2 separate regions of the Mus musculus genome follow, and region 2 is linked to region 1. The links are chromatin contacts, called in public HiChIP or PLAC-seq maps. All regions are on one chromosome and are shown on one strand. Each heading gives the region's core, a stretch centred on a gene start, on an enhancer-like site or on the middle of the called end of the contact. The rest is flanking DNA. Distances are from core to core; before and after follow the strand shown. Region 1 overlaps Foxo1 (forkhead box O1). Region 2 has its middle 35 kb from the start of Gm30292.

Region 1 (4,302 bases), core at 929-3,428:
CGCCTGGTCTGAACACTGAGCCCGCAGAATGGCTTCTTTTCACAAGTGGTTTTAACAGGTACCCAGGGGTGGTACCCTTCCACTTCATTCTTAGTGTGCAGTGCTGTCACTTGACACACACCCCCCTGCCCGTGTGTGTTCGTGTGTGTGTGTGTGTGTGATCTCTCTCCAGATCTCGCACTCTCCAACAACTTGTTCCCTTTCACAAACAGAAGTTAGGAGAGGCGGGATCTCGGCACCTCCAGCCTTGTGGCCGTGCATCCTGATGTGGCTGTAGATTCGTTTTCTAGCAACTGCAGACAAGTAACCTCCTTCATTGCACAAGCTTGAGCTCTGAAACAGCCTTAGTAACTGTTTACCCCTCTGAGTCACTAGGGATGGATTATTTCCCTACGTGCCAGAGTATGTTTGATTTGAAAAGCATCTAAAAATACCTGCTCAGTTACTTGTAAAGCAGGATGGTATGGGGATAGACATATGTGCTTGAATGTTAAGAGAGATGTAGTAAAGTGAGCAAATTTGTGCCAAAATAAAATCAAGTATGGACGTGCCTATTTGCTATGAGAACTGCCCACTGCCCACTAATCCCACTGGCCTAAGACTACACACGGCACAGACTACTTATCTGCCCCATCTTTATCTGTCCTCCTCTTTCGGGCTCCTAGTGTAGACCACCTTGTAGTGTTTGTTGTTTTTGTTACTTGGATCTACTTCCAAGTCTTACTTCTGCTGTGCTTTCTTCCTGCCACGCTGCCTTACAGCTCTGAGATGCGTCTTCCTCTTCCTGCGTTCCAGCCTTGTTTATCTCCATCTGCAGTAGGTTCAGCTGCCCAGTGTGGCCCTTGAATGGACACCACCGTTTCTGTTTCTCCCTGAGTGTCCTGATCCCGCAACCTCCGTGCATTTTGTTCTCTATCTATACTTCTTGAGTTTCTTTTCCTGTCTTTCATTAGACTTTGCATCTTTCCTCCATAGAACTCAGTATAGACACCCTCTGTGGTCCTCACGGTTTCCTTAACTGCTTAGTTTTGTTCATCTTTTGGTGCTAGGAGTTAAACCTTGGTCTTGTATGTGGTTGGCAGCAGTCTGTCATTGAGTTATACCTCAAGCCCATTTGTCATGACACGTCTTGTCTTTTTCTTTGTGATTCCTGTAAGCAGCGGTGCTTCTGTCCCTTTCCGTGTGTTTGTTTTGTTTTGTTTTTACTGAGTGTGCAGTATTGGATGAACTAAACGTACTTGTTTTGTGGAGTTAGAGCAAATATTTCAGATACCTAAAAGCACTTACTAATCTTTCCAAAGGAAGACTAGGCATATGGTAATTGTCAGAAAATTCTATGATCTTATCTTGGCTATACGTTGCCCAACAGTAGGATAGGTTATGAGAAACGGATGTTGATTTTGTCATTGGAGAAGCAGCTGGCACTGCTGTGATGTCATAAGGCTGTCACAGTGAGTCAGTGCCATGCGTGTGCTCCGGTGTTCACTGCAGCTGTGCTGGGTAGCACCTGACTATGCATACACATCCCTTTGGACTCTCATCCTGTCCATGGCTACCCCTGCTCCATGCCACCTTACTTGCCAGCAGTACTCACTATGCCATCCCCTCACTGGACCAAAGGGACCTTGCTCCATCCTTTCTCTGGGGCCTGACTGCAGAGGTTTCCCCCCCAACCCCCCGCATATTCTGTGCTTACTTGTCAGGCCAGGCTTCCCCACGACTTGGGGCTTTCCCGGGTCTTCTGTCTGTCTGGAACATGGTGTCTGCCTTTCCCGTAGCCCATCGGCATACACCTCACCATTCGTGCAGTCTTCCCAACGTTTGTGCTCCGTGTTCCATCCATTTGGGGGAGGGGGGAGTGTTATTTTTATTTTTCATAGGAGGTGGGACCTTGCCACAGCAGAATCTTCCCAAGAACACGCATCTTCTCTGCTCTATATATTCCTTTACTTAGGATGTAGTGGGTACTGGCCAGGTACTGTCGCAGAAACTCAGTTCTATACTCTGTTGAGCCTCTGCCTCACTGGGTTAACTGGAAAGGGTCAGGAGAACATTGTCTTATTTAGTTACCACATATAGAGAGTGTTTTCTAGCATATTGAAGACACTTCTTCACACTGCCAAGTAGGTCTCCCAGCTACTTATCTGTGGCTCTCCAGCTGAGAGGGGGAGGGGTTTCAGAAAGGAAGCTGAACTAGGTAAAGTTACTGGCTCTCATTTCCTGCACAGTAGGAAGGCAGCAGGGATGGGGAGGGTTGGAGGTCTCTGGTAGCTAGCTCACTGGACTCTCCTCAGTTTGTTGTTGACAGTGGTGGCCTGCCGAGGTTGGTGGAAGGAAGGCTGGCCAGCAGATGTGAGTGAGAGCTGCTATTGTGCTGCCTTGCTCTTTGCAGGCTGGGGGCCAGGCACCCTGACTACCTGCTCAGGAGTTTGTAGCCACTGTCACAACCAAATGACATCACAGGGAGATCTGATGTCCTCTTTCTACCGGGTCTGTTTATAAAGTGAAATGGCGCTCCTGTAAAAATTCACAGCTTTTACAGTCCCGGTGACCTTGAGTTGTGTAGGTCACTCTCTCTGTGCAGTAAAGCTGCTGTGAGGATTGACTGTCCTGCAGGACCTCATTCAGAAACGCTGTGAGGTCCAGTTGTCTGCATTGTCCATGCCTTTCCCAAGTAGACAGGACTCATGGTCAGCACATACCCCGACGGGCAGACAGGTTAACCTTCAAATTCAAGCTCTTTGAAGAGGTGAAGAAAGTGAGAACCAATCATATAAGAGGTAATTTGGCTTCTGAGTATCTCGGCCGGGTGGGCTTGTATAGAACAAGTTGGCCATAGGGCTTCTTGCTGTGTTGAATTTTGTTCTTCCTTCTGAAAGAGAAGCCACTGACATCAGGAACTGAAATTGCTAGAAAATACTTTTGGGAACTTAACACTACAAGGTAGAGGAAGGGTGCCTGCCAATGAAAAGGCTGCAGTGCGGTGGCTTTTCCCTTTAGAGAGGTCACTTTACTTTCTCTTCTGTCACTGAAAGCATTTCATGGGCTCCTAGAAAAATGTCACCCACCTCCGGGGTCCAGGTTTAAATCTTGGGGAAGCTGCCCTGGGTTCTGGTGGAAGACGATGCCACTGAGAAGGTAGCCAGTCACTCTGGTGACCTGACTTGTTCCCTCATGGAGCGCCTGTCTTAAACACGGCCCTAATGGCTCACAGCCATGCTAGTCTCAATTAATGAGAGTCTAGAAAGTCAGATTCAGCGTCTGTGACCTGGCTCTGCTACCCATGCACATAGCATGCCCTTAATGAGAGCGTCTGAGAGGATGTGGCTGGTCACACTGACGCTGTATATGGAAGCTGAGTCCATCTTGCTGTGGGAACTGCAACTCTGATGTTTGAGACCTAGGTGTGATTAAAGTCTGTGTGGTAACTCTTCATTCTTCCTTTCTTTCCTTTCCTTTCCATGTCAAACAGAATAAAAATTGATTTAGAGAGACTGTTTGCAGAGCCATCCTCAGGAGGAGGCCCCTTACAAACCACACACATCCGTGTCATCCATATTTTTACCCGAAGACGAGAGTGCTGACAGGCCAGAGTGCTTTGCAGTTTCCTTCTTTAGATTTCTCTGATTTCTCCTTAGAGTTCTCTTCAGAGCACATGCTAGCTACCATGTAAAGAAGACAGTTTTCCTGGGCTGGGCTGTGCTGTGCTGTGCTGTGCTGTGTGGATGAGTGGCAGTACTGGCAGAGAAGTAGTATCGGCCTGGTTGGATGACTTCTCTGTAGCTCTGATTCCAAGGCTCAGGTCCTGTGATCATGTCACAGCCTTTTTAAAATTGTGTCTGAAATGAAGCTGTGTCTTGATGACAGAAATACGGGGACAAGAGAGGTAGACTTTGTGGGTCATTGCTCTTTTAAAAGTTGAGTTAACTGAGAAGCAGTGGAGGCTGGGTTGCTTAGCTGTCTTGGCCATAGATATTGTATTGCCACTTTTCTTTTTTTCAAGGCTATTTTAAACTACCTTGCATGTTTGCATGTATGCGAATGCATAGTAACACAGAGCGAGGGACAGGGAGAAAGGGGTGTGTTTGGCTTTCTTCATTCAGGCTGAAACCCTGGTGTCATCCCACAGATTTCATGGAGAACTTGGTACAGTTTTCCCTCCTAGGTTGCACATTCCATTCCTTTAATATTTTTGTTCTATGTTATATGGCTGTTGTTTATAGGACCCCAGATTTCGTCAAGAACCATAGCTTTTTATCTGGAAGATTCAAGTCCTCTGACCTCTGAGGAGTGACAGCTAAC
Region 2 (4,302 bases), core at 674-3,173, 530 kb after region 1:
TTCACCAAACATTTGCTGAGAATCAACTGTGTGGTTGGCATTGTGCCAACCTTGGCACTAAGAGTTTAATACCCAAGAAGACAGAAATGATCCTCGGCGGTACAGAACCTAAATTCTGATGAAGAAGGAACAATAAACAAGTGAACTCCTAAATCAACAGAAGAGTAGAAGAAATCTACATTGTTATAAATCCTACGAGGAAAATTAAAACATGTGTGAGGATAACGGATCAGAGATAGCTCCCTTCTAAAAATGCTTAGGACGAATTCCTCTCAGGAATTCCTCAGTAGCATTGACAAGGAGCAAATGAGGATTGGTTTCATTCAGTCATTTGTTTACTTCAGTTAATACGTTTCACCTTCCAACTCTAGAGGGATTTTGGAGAACTGGGTTAATCATGTTGCAGACTGAGGGAAGAAGGTTGAACCTTGACCTCAATGAGTGGCAAGAGCACTGTGGTGGACAGGTGAGTGGTAAGAACACCTGGGTGGACAGGTGAGTGGTAAGAACACCTGGGTGGACAGGTGGGTGGTAAGAACACCTGTGTGGACAGGTGAGTGGCAAGAACACCTGGGTGGACAGGTGAGTGGTAAGAACACCTGGTGGACAGGTGAGTGGTAAGAACACCTGGATGGACAGGTGAGTGGTAAGAACACCTGGGTGGACAGGTAAGAACATGTGATGGTAAAGTTAGTGTCTGGACTCTCAGCTGGTGGCCAGGTGAGTGGCAAGAGCACATGGTGCGCAGAGAACTTGAGAGAAAGAGAGATGGGTAGACAGGTGACTTGAGGAGTATACCTAGGCTTTCTGTAGTAGTGACAGCAACCAATGAAGCTTAGCTGAGTGTTGACCATTGCTTGCTGATTGGAACTAGCAGAGGCATAGCCCATCAGTAAAGTATATATATACTTTTTTGGATTTTTCTTTTTGTCATTTATTTTCTAGGGAAATCCAAATTTTTCCTTTGAAAAAATGGCTATTTAAGTCTACTTAAAGGAACTGGCAAGACAAAAGAAAAATACAACACTCCTACTTAAAAATAATCTTTTTTTATTTTCATTAAAAGGGAACTTTTATATTGAAGACTTGAAGACTGGGGATAACTATGTATTTTGTGCTTAATCTTGAAGAACCTTGGACAGCTATGTGGGAATGATTGACAAGTATGATTTAATAGAAAAAGACTGGAAGAAACCCTGCAAGGCCTGTGCATTCAGACCTGCCTTAGCCTGCCTGGACACTATTCCTTCCTTCTAGGATGGATAGAGTCCTTCCTGAGATAGAAATTATGATCCTGAAAGTGTCAAATGGAGCAGAGGTTGGGCCAGCATCCCTAGGGTTCTCTGCTCCCAGTCTTCACAGGGTGGAGGGCCAAAGGGCAGGTGCTATGAAGCAACATCCTGAGCTACTTTAAGCTCCAGAGCAGCATTGAAAACAGGTGAATCCCCAACCCTTCACCCTGCTTCCTTATTCTGTGAACTGAGACATTCAGATCAGAGCAAGAGCAAAGAAAGATCTGACTTCTTATAAACCGTCTCAGTTTCCATGTTTTCTTCCAGGCACAGTTGTGCTGGTTCATCTTTTTCTACACCCTCCATCCTTCCAAGATGCCTCTCTCTCTCTCTCTCTCTCTCTCTCTCTCTCTCTCTCTCTCTCTCTCTCTCTCTCACACACACACACACACACACACACACACACTTCACTTACTTGCAACCATCTTTAACAATGCAAACAGGAGGAACAAGGTAAGATGGAGTGTTTGGGGTAGAGGTGTGCAGCAGCCAAGTGCTGTCACAATCAGCACACCCAAGCACCGTTTGTAATAGATTGTTCCTGTAAATTAGCGGCTCTAGCTGACAGAGCTATGAGTGCTTTTGGAAAGCTTCTCTATCAGTGTCAAAATCAAAGGCAGAGGGCGCGGAGAAGGCTGGGTTTAGCAGGGTGGCATTTTAGATGTGGATTTATCCAAATGAAGTGCACACTTGCTTTTCCTGTCTATCTTTGTAAGCCTTTGTTCTTTTTGTACTTTGAAGTATATCGGGGTTGGTAGTTTTAACAAAAGTCCCATGGAGAGGTCTTCTGGTAGGTAGACATACAAAGTTTGAGGTTTGGGGCCGATTACATGATGTGGAAAAAAACAGAACAGAATTTATAAGTCAAAATCTGCCACAAGGTAGTGTGGAAATTTGGGGAATCGAATTAGTAATAAATCCCAAGCCTTCCCCTTTGGACAGTAGGTCACCCTGCCTTTCTGGCCCTCAAGTTTACGACCTGCAATGAAGAAAGGCAAAGACTGTCTACTGGCCAGGCCTGTGGACACATTTAGTGTTCAGGAGGCAAGCAATTACGATTCCAGTTTTACAAGAGACCCAAGTTCCCCAAGTCAGTCCAATTTTCAAAACTAGGCTTCACCATGATGTGTCATCTTCTATTTATTTAACAACAACCAAAAAAAACCCCTACTTTTTCAAAGTTTATTTGTTTTCACTATAACCAACTCCAAAAGCACACTCAGATGTGTTTTATCACACAGGCGACCACGCAGAAGACTTTTAAACTCACCGGTTTCTATTGCAGAGCCGACTGAGTTTATGGGAAATTGCACTAATGTGTCCCTTGTCTGCCTCTTTTGTTAAATCCAAAAGCTTCCAGGGGAGAGTGTTTAAGAACCATTTGCAGCCACTTACTTGGTGTTTTAGTTATTCATGACTACATGAACAAATTATTCCAAATATCTATCGGTGGTTAAAGACAACATAATTGTTGTCTGAGGTATGTCTGATGTTCAGAGGTTTTGGCCTACCGTTGGCTGAAATCGAGGCACGAACCACGGCTATACTCATGTATTCCTTCCGTCCCTGGGGAAGGATATGCCCCTAAGTGTACTGTCCTGGGCTACTGGCAAAATTCAGTTCCTCTGGGGCTTCTTGACTGGAGGCATCTCTCAGTCCTTGCCATGCACATCTCTCCATGGAGCAGATGACAACGTGGCAGTGTGCGTCATGCAATGAAACAGATGAGTAGAGCCAGCGAGCACGAGGGTCAGCAAGATGGAAGTCACAGTGTCTGTCTTAGAGTTCTATTGCTGTGAAGAGATCATCACCACGGCAACTCCTCTAAAGGAAAACATTTAACTGTGATGGCTTACTGTTCAAAGGTTTTGTCCATTATTGTCATGATGAGAAGCACGGCAGCACATGGACAGACGTGGTGTTGGAGAAAGTGTTGAGAGTTCCACATCTGGATCCTTAGGCAGCAGAAAGAGGAAGAGCCTGGGCCTGGCTTGAGCTTCTGAACCATGTCGTCCCCCTCCCCCGCAGTGATACACTTCCTTCAACAAGGTCATGCCTCCTAATGATGTCCATGGGCCTATGGGGGTCATTTCCATCCAAACCACCACAGTCTCTTTGAGACCAAATCTCAGAAATGACATCGTGTCTTCCATTGTAGTTAGGGTTTCTATTGCTGTGATAAAACACTATGATCAAAAGCAACTTCAAGAAGAAAGGGTTAATTTCAGCTGACAATTCTCAGGTCATACTCTATCACCAAGAGGAGCCAGGGCAAGAATCCAAGGAAGAAAGCGGGAGGCAGGAACTGAAGCAGAGGTCTCGAATGCATGCTACTTGCTGACCCAGCCCTCAGTGTTTTCTCAGCCTACTTTTTATATACCTCAGGACCACAGCTGCCAGTAAGCTGGGCCTTCCCACTAGTCAAGAAAATGCACTACAGGCTTGCTTACAGGCAAATCTTTTGGAGGCATTTTCTCAATTTAGAGTCTCTCTTCAAATGATCCTAGCTTGTATCAGGTTGGCATAAAGCTAACTAAAACACCCCATCATCTACTTGCTATTCATTAGAAGCAAGTTTCTAGGTCCAGCTTACACTCAAATGAGTAAATCAGAAAGACATGAATGGCATGAATCACAAGGCATCTGCCTTCAAGCTGCTTCCTATACTTAAAATGCCAAGCATTGTGAAATCAAAGGAAAAATTAGACACACGCACACACACACACACACACACACACACACACACACACACACACACACACATACACACATACACACTTACATCACGAACACATGCATACAAGCACGCACAATCACGGTGGAGAAACTACCATTTCTAACTCCCAAATTAGAGGTAACAAAAGCAAACACTGCTTTCATTCATTAAGCCAATAATAAAGTTTTATTCATACCAACAAATTCACATTAACAAAATACCTTCTGCCTGTTTGCTGCATCTCTAAAATAATTTGTTGGATGAAAGCGATGGATGGAATGTCTCTGTTTTTAT

What was found. HiChIP or PLAC-seq counts read pairs in DNA pulled down with a chosen protein or histone mark.
Region 2: an H3K27ac HiChIP or PLAC-seq map of regulatory T cells shows a contact between it and region 1, with 9 times the contacts expected there. The contact joins two enhancer-like sites. A contact is called at or near these places in 1 of 484 Hi-C or Micro-C datasets (bone marrow-derived macrophages), 7 of 115 datasets of contacts at active chromatin or transcription factors (double positive thymocytes, embryonic basal ganglia, embryonic stem cells and 4 more) and 1 of 9 other capture datasets (embryonic stem cells).

The regions. Positions count from the first base shown.
Region 1 is chr3:52,297,408-52,301,709 of GRCm38.p6, forward strand. All of the region lies in intron 1 of Foxo1 (forkhead box O1), which reads left to right. Among named protein-coding and RNA genes, the nearest start is that of Foxo1, 31 kb to the left of the region's middle. Within about 2 kb of position 2,179, at least 52 of the 459 cell types and tissues checked have an H3K27ac peak or open chromatin away from gene starts, as enhancers often do. A contact at or near this core is called in regulatory T cells, where this site is marked.
Region 2 is chr3:52,830,753-52,835,054 of GRCm38.p6, forward strand. No RefSeq gene overlaps it. Among named protein-coding and RNA genes, the nearest start is that of Gm30292, 35 kb to the left of the region's middle. Within about 2 kb of position 1,924, at least 22 of the 459 cell types and tissues checked have an H3K27ac peak or open chromatin away from gene starts, as enhancers often do. A contact at or near this core is called in regulatory T cells, where this site is marked.